Regions from separate parts of the Mus musculus genome. Here region 2 is linked to region 1. The links are chromatin contacts, called in public HiChIP or PLAC-seq maps. All regions are on one chromosome and are shown on one strand. The core of a region is the stretch at or near the end of the contact, and the rest is flanking DNA. Distances in the headings are between cores, read along the strand shown.

Region 1 (4,799 bases), core at 430-2,929:
AGGCAGGAGTGTGAAGCTGCACAGGCTAGCTACAGTGTGCTCATTGTCAGCCTTGCGGGGCTCCCCTGCCAGATGCCACTATTCTATCATTAGCCTGTAGCTCACACCAGGGGAAACCATGCCTTGCTAACGCTTCCAAACCTCTCCAAACTCTTTCCTCCTCGAGTTATTTTTAATATGTATCTTTCCTCCCTTCTCACTCTGGTGCAGAAAGCGACCCCAACACACCCCAAGTCCCCAAGTCTGGGCTTTCCCTTTTCTTTGCATTGGTCCTTTTGCTTTAAACCAAAGAGGCTTGGGCATAATAAAAATACTGAGAGTTTGCCTATACCACAGATATTTGTGGAAAGCACATGGTGCCATTTTGCCAGACCACTCTTATTTGTTAAACTGAGTTAAGTGTAATGTGATTCCAAAAACTGCCTTTAGAATGAAAGAAAAGGCTTGTAAAGCCAGAGAGATAATTGCCACAATCTGGGTTACAGCAGACACCAAACAAAGGAGCCCAATCCTGTTTTGTGTGTGTGTTGATTGTGTGCGTCTTTTTGTTTTGGTTTGGATTTTTCCTTGCTTGATGTACCCAAACAAGCGAAATCCTCCACGGTGTGCATGTTGAACGGCATAAAATCCACCCCGAATCCTGCAGAGCTGTAACAAAACACAGCCTCTGTTAGTGGACAGTGGCACATTTGTGGTACAAATGTCTTTTCAAAAGGGAAGGCTCTCTATCTCTCCCCCCTCGAGCAAACAAGCCTCAAGGAACACAGCTATCTCCAGTTGCCAAGACTTCAGTAGACACATATCTACCCTGCACCTGAAGCTGTAGGCTGATTGTGCACACATGAAGTCAATTTGAAAAGAACTTAGGTCCCCTAAATCTTACATCAGAATCCGTAACAATCTTAACGGATCCTTGCCCTTCTGCAGGGTTTTCAGGAGCACTGCTGTGTTATCAGCCTTCCCATTACTGAGCAGTGTCCTCTGGGATGGTTTGGTAGACTGGACCGTTCTGTTTTCCTTTCTCTGTCTGCCAATTGTTTCTAGATTCTAACCACTTTCCAAGACAATGATTTCCATACGTGCATCTGTATGTAAATATTAATAATCACTGCATGTGCACTTAAGTATAAAAAAATAAACACTGTTCCCACACATATTTCTTGTTTTAAAATTGCTGGTTCTTACTCCATAAAAACGGTTGTGTTCCCCGAAGCGCTCTGATAATGTCCGTTATTAAAGGAAAGGGAATAAACTTGCCTAATTTCCTGGTTTTATGTTTAGAAGAGAAGCTGGTAGGTCTGAGCTAAGCTTTCAGTCTGTTTGGAGGCAGATTATGTGTTATATGTTTTGAAACCAACATCTCTCATTTTCCCAGGAATCGCGACACTAGTTGCCGCTTTAAACTTCAGCTGGGCTGCCTCTTACAGCCTCAGCTGACCCCAGGCTTTCCTTCCTTTATTGCTAACATGCTTTTCTCCAGTAGTAGGTTTGTCAGAGAAAAGGGCAAAAACATGTCAGGGGCTTTCTTCCTTTTAGCTGTAGACGTTTGGCTGCCCAGACAGCAACAAGAGGGCACGAGGAGAGATGAAATGTATCAGGTCACTAAGGTGCATGTAAGGATAAACCCATGAAGGGCTCGATGCAGAACTTGGCAGTGCAACTGCCCTGCCGAGCCAAAAAGCCAGCCAGGGCATGGAAGCCTGTGATTATGGCTCGCTCTGAGAGCGAGACCCGCAGGGAGGGTGTGGAGGCTGCTTGGTGAGAAGTCTGTTTGGAAATACAAGGGGGCAAGATACGAAATGAGACAAGTCTTAGAGGATTCTGAGTCAAATCACGATGATGTTCATGTTCTTGACCTTTAAAAAAAAAAAAAAAAAGACAAAATAGCAATATTTCAAAATTCCACAAAAAAGATCAGGGTTTCCATTTTGAATTCTGTTTCATTTAAATCAGGTAGTTGGAAATGCACCCTTCAGGCACTTCAGTGAGAAGCGAAGCTTTTGGTTGAAATGCTCAACCCCAGAGGGAGCTAGGATGAGCCATTTGACAGTGTAGAGTAAGAAAGTTCCTTTTCCTCTTCTTTGCACTTTTTTTCCCCTAAATATGGCTGGAGTGCTTTAAAAAAAAAAAAAAACCTTAATGTTGGATTGAGTCATGAAATTTCTAATTTAACCATTTTTAAGTTGCTAAGGATAATTTAATTAGTTGAGCCTTACAATTCTTTTCCTTACATAAATCTGACTCTAATTTCTTGTGATTGACTCCCTAGGAGCCCTGTTCCGTCATTCGGCGGCTTCTCCTTTGCTCTCAGATACAGACGTTCTTCTTGTAAGAGTGCCTGTTCCAGTTTTACAAAGGTGAACAGAATCAAACCATTTAACACTTTACAGTGGCATCGAAGTGAAGGAAGTTCTCCTTCCGTCCCGTCTGAAGCTCTGCCACAGAATTTGGATTCCCAAATCGTTACACAATGGAAGTGACAAGGGCCAGGATGCCTGCATTTCAGGGTTTCTAGATCACTTGAAGTCCTAAACAAACAAACAAACGCAATCATGACAAAATAGATTTAAACGTGTAATACATTTGGAAGAGTTAGGTTCAAAGAAAAGTGTATTCCCACGTTCCGTGGTAGACTTAAAGCGATCTCCTTGTATTGCCGCACTGTCCTGAGGTTGGAGAAGGGAGTCTGCATGAACTATCCTCCATAATATAGAAACTATATGCTTCCTGGTGTATGGGAAAGCGGAGAGGACTTCCTTCCTCCTGGTTCTCTGGGAACGGTCCTGTATTCTGGATAGAGATGTGCAGGCTGAGCACCGGGTAGAAAGCACACACGCCCAGGATGCAGAGGAGGCTGGTATCTGGTGATGAGGCTGACTTGTAAAAGACCCCCGTGAAGGAGATTCTGAAATAGCTAACGCTGAGAACTAATTGACGTTTGAGCGTAATGTCTTTCCTAGATTTTAGGGGTCGATGCGAAGAGAGAAATCAAGTGCAGACCCGTTTGCTCCAGTTGTACGGTGGAGAAAGTACAGCTCCATCAGCTTAGAAACAGCACTGAAAGGGGAGCTTGAAAAGCAAAACACAACAGCACAACTTCATACACGCAATGTTCAAAGGGCAGTCTGCATGCAGCCTTACTTCTAGTCTCTGAGTATATAGTTATGTCGATCTGTATTTATTTTTACAAGTCATGTTACCTCATCTCCTAATTGTGTGCTTTGTTTAGGATATTTCCAGACCACCATCATAACATTATTTAAAATGTGATGTATTTCAGAAGAAGAATTCATTGAAAAACTTTTCTTTATAATTAGTAAATGAAAAAAAATATTTATTTTGAAACCAATAGGTGGTGCTGTGAATTTCTATATTTTAGTTCAAAGCAAGATATTTATTCCCCAGTCCTCAGTGGAATTAGAAATTTTCTACTTATCAAGGTTAAAGTTTTCATGTTAAAATAAAAAAGCCCAGACTGACTTCCACATACAGTTAGTTCTATGCCCATTTCCATTTCCTTGCAAAAATCAACCAAAATTCAGGGTGTAAAGGAAATCTCTCGAAGTTTTGGCTGGAAGGCATATTTACAGAAACTCATCCACGTGGCCTTTTCTATCCTCCCCACCCCCACACTCTCTTTCCATCTACTAATTGGAAAGACATGGAAATTCAGAATGAGAACATTATACTTACTTACTTGTCTGAACAGCCTTGGGGTGCTAGATATCTATAAAAGGCAATTCTTTCAGTGCTGCCACACCACAATTCTGTTATCTAGCTTCATAGACTCCCAGACCCCTGTTACCAGAGCTCAGGAGCTGCGCTGAGGCAGTTTAAAGTGAGCTGTGTTGGAGTAAGAGCAGCCTGTTGTCTGTCTTCATGGGGAACAACAAAGTGCTTCTGATGCACAGAAGGGAAATCTGACTGTTCAAACCCACAAAAAGTGAGCCTCTTTAGGAAAGACGGTGTATTTGTCATGGGTGTGTTCTCAGCAGGTGAAAAAAAATCCCTCCCTTCTTTATCTCTGCATATGAAACTGATATAAAGGAGAAACAGGAAGTTGCATGAGTTCTTGGAAAAGTGAATAAAAAGAAAGAAAGGAAGAATGAAAGAAAGAAAGAAAGAAAGAAAGAAAGAAAGAAAGAAAGAAAGAGGAGGGGAGGGGAGGGGAGGGGAGGGAAGGGAAGGGAAGGGAAGGGAAGGGAAGGGAAGGGAAGGGAAGGGAAGGGAAGGGAAGGAAAGGAAAGGAAAGGAAAGGAAAGGAAAGGAAAGGAAAGGAAAGGAAAGGAAAGGAAAGGAAAGGAAAGGAAAGGGACAGTGACAGCTATGCCTGTCTATATTAGCAACTCTATCTTTCCTCCAAAATCTGGTTGACATTTTTAGCCTCTCTTCCTCCAGATGTTTGGTACCTTGTGAAGATCACCTTAGCCACTTTGAAGTACTGGGGGAGCAGCCTGGTTGCCTATGAAAGGCAAGTTTGCAGAAGACATGGTAATTTGCATATGATTACATTGAATAAGCAGACCATGTTCCTCCCCTACTCCACCAGGACACTTCTCAGGATGACCCCTTCCTGAAGCTCTTAGCCCTTTCTTCCTACCCTTCAGGCAGTCAGGTTGCCTTCTCCCACTGAGATGGTGGGCGGTTGGAATGAAGCAACTATTAAATATCACTTCTCGGTGTTTCCTCCTTATACATAGTACTTAGGTTATGAGAGAAAACATGCGTGCAGAAGTGAACATGTCATAATAGATAATGATAACTCATTAATAGAAAGAGGGCATGGGGAGAGGTTGCTG
Region 2 (5,453 bases), core at 246-2,745, 250 kb after region 1:
AGGTTAAGGTTGTCTGCAGCTGCCTAAGAAAGTAGCCTTCCTCTCATGGAGGAAACCAATGAGCAAGCTCAGGACAGTGTCAAGTCAAAGATGCATTAAAACAAGTGGACTGTTAGTTGAATCCAGGGGATCAGATTTTTGAGATAGTTGGGGTCCAGGGAACCAAGAGAGCCAGTTGAAGCAACAGAACTAGAAGCAAAGCCAGGATAAGAAGCAAAGGGAGACAGGAGGTGGGTGATGGATTTGGCAGCCTCTGGGATCCGGAGGAATGCTATGTGGGTAGTCTGTGGGCACAGCACTCTCTGGAATATGTACACATACCCTCCACCCCAATCCATCAGCTCAGTAGATCCAGCCTAACTTTATCCTAGTGAAAACTCAAAATCTCACTTGACACTTTCTTGGATGTCCTTGTGTAATATGTAAAGAATTCAGACAAGATGAAAAGTCCTTAAAGCTCCACAGAGTCAACTACTTCTTCTACTCCTTCTGGATCCCAGAAACTTGATGTAAAGGTTTAGTGGGTCCTTTGAATGTAGGCAATTGTCTATACTATCTTGTGAGCTGTTCTTATTATTATAGTTATTAAGACTGTATACAACTTAACTGAAAGTGACTGAACCACAGGATTTTACACTTCAATAATTTTGTTGTCAGCATCATATGGATGATATTGCCACAAGAGGGAAAACTCTGCAAGAATATTTAATAAAAATAACTTTGGTAATAATCAGTGAAAAATAGAATTATTGAAATCATAAATGTAAAAGGCTTTGACAAATAAATATTTATAATTAAGGGAATTAGTGAGATGAGCATTGTACATGGTAGACATTTGCCTTTTTACTCAGTTGTCCAACTTTGCAAGGCCAGAGTCATATTATAATAAACGACATAGCTGAGGCATGCAGGTGTACATCAGAGAAGAAAAGTGTCTGGGGACTGTGTTCATGGTTGGTGTTTTTGTTTGGTAGGGCTTTTTAAAAAGGTCAATAAAAGACAAGATGGATTCCATTCTTCAGAAGGCCCAACTTCATTATCGTGGAGAGTACTGGGTAGTGGTAAGAGACTTCCACTTTAGTACAGACTCAAACCTGAGCCAGCAGCACATCCATTTCTGATCTTAAAGGAGGATAGGTCCTGTTCCTGAGGATGGGGGAAATGGAACACAGTCACCGATCCATGCATCCATGGTTTTAACACAACAACAATTAACAACAACAACAACAACAACAAAAAATCCCAGATATACGTGGCATTCATTAAGTCACAGGGCAAGGAAAAGCCAGAAACTGAAACTATAACACATTCAACTCCCATGTGGAAAAAAGACATTTGAGGACAGAGATGTTAAGTGCAAGAGATAGAACATGGGAAAACATGATTCACCATTCTTAGTAAAGTAGAGGCGACAAACCATCCTGGAATGTTAGTCGGTTGCCAGTCAGTGAGTTCCTGCCTTGTACTCTTGCCCTGATATGGGTCAGCCTGCAGGGCTCTCCTTATCTTTGTCTCTAGGAGGCCCAGGCTAATGGCATTTCCTTTTCTCCAGTTTTCATGAGGACCAAATCAGGAAAGGGGGCATGGAAAAGTAAACAAGACTCCTTCAGCTACATCCCGGATCTGAGTGGGTACACTCTGCTAACTTTGCATTGGTAAACTTTACACACATAAAGTCCCCAAGTTTAGTTAGGAAGAGAACAAACCCTCTGTGCCCAAAGAGAGAAAATTAGCATTTATGAATTTCTCCTTGCACAACAAATCCTGTGATTCCAAAGATACTGTTGACACTCCTATATACTAGTTAATTGTAGTTCTCCATTCTCAAGACCTGCTTTCTGCTACACAGAGATCAAACTCTTTTTGTGGCTTCTTTTGGTCTGTTAACCTCAAAATGACAGGTATTCTAAAAGGATCAGTTAGCCAAATGAACATTCAAATGAAGAAAGGCAATTTGCTGGCTCACAGCCAGCCTGAAATCCCATTATAAAGTTAGTGCATAGTCAGCTGCGCTGAGGGATGCTCTTTCTTGAGTGCTGATCCAACCCGTTTTAAAGTCGGCTTCATGTCCTTATCTTTTTCATTTCACAGCTGTCAGTGTCTCTCCTTTTACTTTGTCTTTCTTGGCCACACCTAGACATCTAGTGCAACATCCTCCTTAGAAGCATACCAGGTTCTCAACCCTCAGCTCTGACCTATAAACACTACAAATAATTAAAAGGAGCAGTGATTGAGGAATAATTAAGCAGGGATGTTCTGTGATAGAGTATGATCATATCATAGATAGGTAAGTAGGTAGATAGATAAATGGTAATTTAAGGTTTTTAGAGAAAGTTGTAGGTGCATATATTTCCATGTTAAATTCAGGGTTTTTAGTTCCTTCACTGAGTATTATAAATATTTCAATTCTCTTTATAGTCTCCTAGGATAAATATAAAAATACTTATAGATTTATTATGGACTCTAAATGAAGGCACAGTTATAAAGCTGTGTATAGAATCATCAAAACCAATGGCAGCAATAAGGGACACTCAGATATTGTCTTTGTTTGCTTTCTATTGCTGTGATAACATGCTGTAACGAAATGTGGAGGAAAGGGTTTATTTGGCTTACAGTTCCACATCACAGTCCTTTATCAAAACAAGTCAAGGCAGGAACCTGGAGGCAGAAACTGAAGCAGAATCGAAGAAGGAACTCTGCTTACTGGATTGCTCCTCCATCCTTCCTCAGCCTGCTTTTTAATAGCACCCTGGAGTACCTCCACAGCGGTAACACCACACTCAATGGACTGGCCTCTCACAGGAATCATTGGACATAGTATTACCCAAAGATCCAGCAATACCACTCCTGGGCATATACCCAGAAGATGCTCCAACTTGGAATAAGGACACATGTTCCACTATGTTCATAGCAGCCTTATTTATAATAGGCAGAAGCTCGAAAGAACCCAGATGTCCCTCAACAGAGGAATGGATACAGAAAATGTGATACATTTACGCAATGGAGTATACGCAACTATTAAAAACAACGAATTTATGAAATTCCTAAGCAAATGGATGGATCATCCTAAGTGAGGTAACCCAATTACAAAAAACCACACATGATATGCACTCACTGATAAGTGGATATTAACTCAGAAGCTCAGAATACCCAAGATACAATTTACAAAACACATGAAACTCAAGAAGAAGGAAGACCAAAGTGTGGTCACTTTGATCCTGTTTTGAAGGGGGGACAAAATACTCATGGAAGGAGTTACAAAGTGTGGACCAGAGACTTACGGAATGACCCATTGAGAGACTGCCCCACCTGGGGATCCATCCCATAAACAACCACCAAACCCAGACACTATTGCAGATGCCACAAAGATTTTGATGACAGGAGCCTGATATAGCTGTCTCTTGAGAGGCTCTGCCAGTGCATGACAAATACAGAAGTGGATGCTCACAGCCATCCATTGGACAGAGCACAGGGTCCCCAATGAAGGAGCTAGAGAAAGTATCCAAGGAGCTGAGGGGGTTTGCAGCCCCATAGGAGGAACAACAATATGAATTAACCAGTACCTCTAGAGCTCCCTAGGACTAAACCACCAATCAAAGAAAACACATGGTGGGATTCATGGCTCTAGCAGCATATGTAGCAGAGGGTGGACTAGTTGGTCATCAATGGGAGGAGAGGCCTTTGGTCCTGTGAAGGTTCTATGCCCTAGTATAGGGGAATGCCAGGGCCGGGAAGCAGGAGTGGGTGGGTTGGGGATCAAGGGGAGGGAGAGGGGATAGGGGATTTTATAAGGGAAACTAGGAAAGGGGATAACATTTGAAATTTAAATAAAGAAAATACCTAATAAAAAATTACAAATTTAAAACAAAAAGAAAGAAAGAAAATACCAAGCAGACTTGCTTAGAGGCCAGTCTTATGGAGGTATTTTCTCAATTGAGAGTCTCTCTTCCCAAATGAATCTAATATGTATCAAGTTGGCATAAAATGAAGTAGAAAAAAATACCAATGTAAGAAAACATTGCATCCTATTAATTACCCCAGGAATCAATAATTTGATTAAGTGATAAGCAACCCAGAAGAAGACACATACATTAACTTTTCTTAGGAGTGTTTATATCTAAGTGATAGATTCCTTCATATAATCTTAGAAAAAAAAAACTGGAAAAACCTTCAAATCCTTGCACAACCACATCGTGTACAAAAGGATTATCTGATATATAAAGGAGACTAAAGAAACAGAAGTAATGAAACTACTAAGAGGAAATAAAAGTGACCATTTTTTAATGTAAGATTTGATGTTGGCCTTCCAACGGATATCCTAAATCTAAAAATATACAGACAAATACCAACAGTCTTTACTGATAAAATTATCATCTATCTGGAAAACACTAACAACTAATTTTAAGTAACAGCCCAAAGGATGCTACATTGGAGAAAGACTCATACTGAATGTAGAAGGTCTCCAGTAATCAGTAGGAAAGCAAGTGGCTATGCAAGTCAGTAGAAAACTGCACAAAGGTAAACAGACAGTGAATAAACAGGAAAGCTCTGTAGCAATTAAATACATTGGCTTTACTGGTTATCAGGTAAAAAAGGAGAAAACACTACTACAGTCATTTTCATTTCATATTTTGATGAAAACAACTTGTTCTAAACCAAGTGATATAAAACATGAGACTATGGGTACTTGGGAGCATTGTTGAATGAGAATAAACATTTATATTTTTAAAGAGCGCAATGTGGCAATCTTAATAAACAAGAACACAGCCCTTGGTAGCAAACCAGAAAAGTAAATATTCAGTATTTAATACCCTTTTGACTGTATTTTGATCTTTTTTGTCCTCTCTATGTATAGATATGTATTATAGCTTTGTTTGTACCTTAGTATTCCACTGCTGTAATAGAATGCCACCGACTAATTTATAAACAATAGTTTATCTGATCCAGAGCTCTTTTGTCTGGAAAGTTCAAGGGCATGGTTCCAGTCTCTGGCAAGGGCCTCTCTGCTGTGTCATAAGATAGCAGAGAACAGCAAGCCCTTGAAGTATGGAAATGGTTAACTGTCACAGCAAAGCACCCACTTAGAAATGAATCCACTCACAGGAAGCCCCATAACTGGATTTATGGACATGGAAAGCTTGTGACCTAAACACTTCTTAATGTTGCCAAGTGCCAAAAGGATAACGGTGGCAATTCCATTCCAGTGTGAATTTTAGAGAGGCCATTAGAATCATTGCAGGCCATAATAGAAAATATTACAATAATTTAATCCTTCAATAAGCAAGCTTACAAAACACACAAAATGCACAAGTTATGGTTCATTCAGAATTTATAATACTTGATATTTTAAAGCTATGGTTTAAAAAAATTAGCATGAAAAGTTTTATGACACACGTTGAAGAATGAAAATAAGAAGGTATATTGCTTTTGCTTAGAATATTTGGCGTGTGTGT

The links. HiChIP or PLAC-seq counts read pairs in DNA pulled down with a chosen protein or histone mark.
Region 2: an H3K27ac HiChIP or PLAC-seq map of heart atrium shows a contact between it and region 1, with 7 read pairs. The contact joins two enhancer-like sites. A contact is called at or near these places in 1 of 15 datasets of contacts at CTCF or cohesin (the NIH/3T3 cell line), 4 of 484 Hi-C or Micro-C datasets (the HL-1 cell line, the N1E-115 cell line, uterus and 1 more) and 1 of 115 datasets of contacts at active chromatin or transcription factors (heart atrium).

The regions. Positions count from the first base shown.
Region 1 is chr4:81,579,137-81,583,935 of GRCm38.p6, forward strand. No RefSeq gene overlaps it. Among named protein-coding and RNA genes, the nearest start is that of Mpdz, 140 kb to the left of the region's middle. Within about 2 kb of position 1,680, at least 68 of the 459 cell types and tissues checked have an H3K27ac peak or open chromatin away from gene starts, as enhancers often do. A contact at or near this core is called in heart atrium, where this site is marked.
Region 2 is chr4:81,828,681-81,834,133 of GRCm38.p6, forward strand. No RefSeq gene overlaps it. Among named protein-coding and RNA genes, the nearest start is that of Gm11412, 88 kb to the left of the region's middle. Within about 2 kb of position 1,496, at least 18 of the 459 cell types and tissues checked have an H3K27ac peak or open chromatin away from gene starts, as enhancers often do. A contact at or near this core is called in heart atrium, where this site is marked.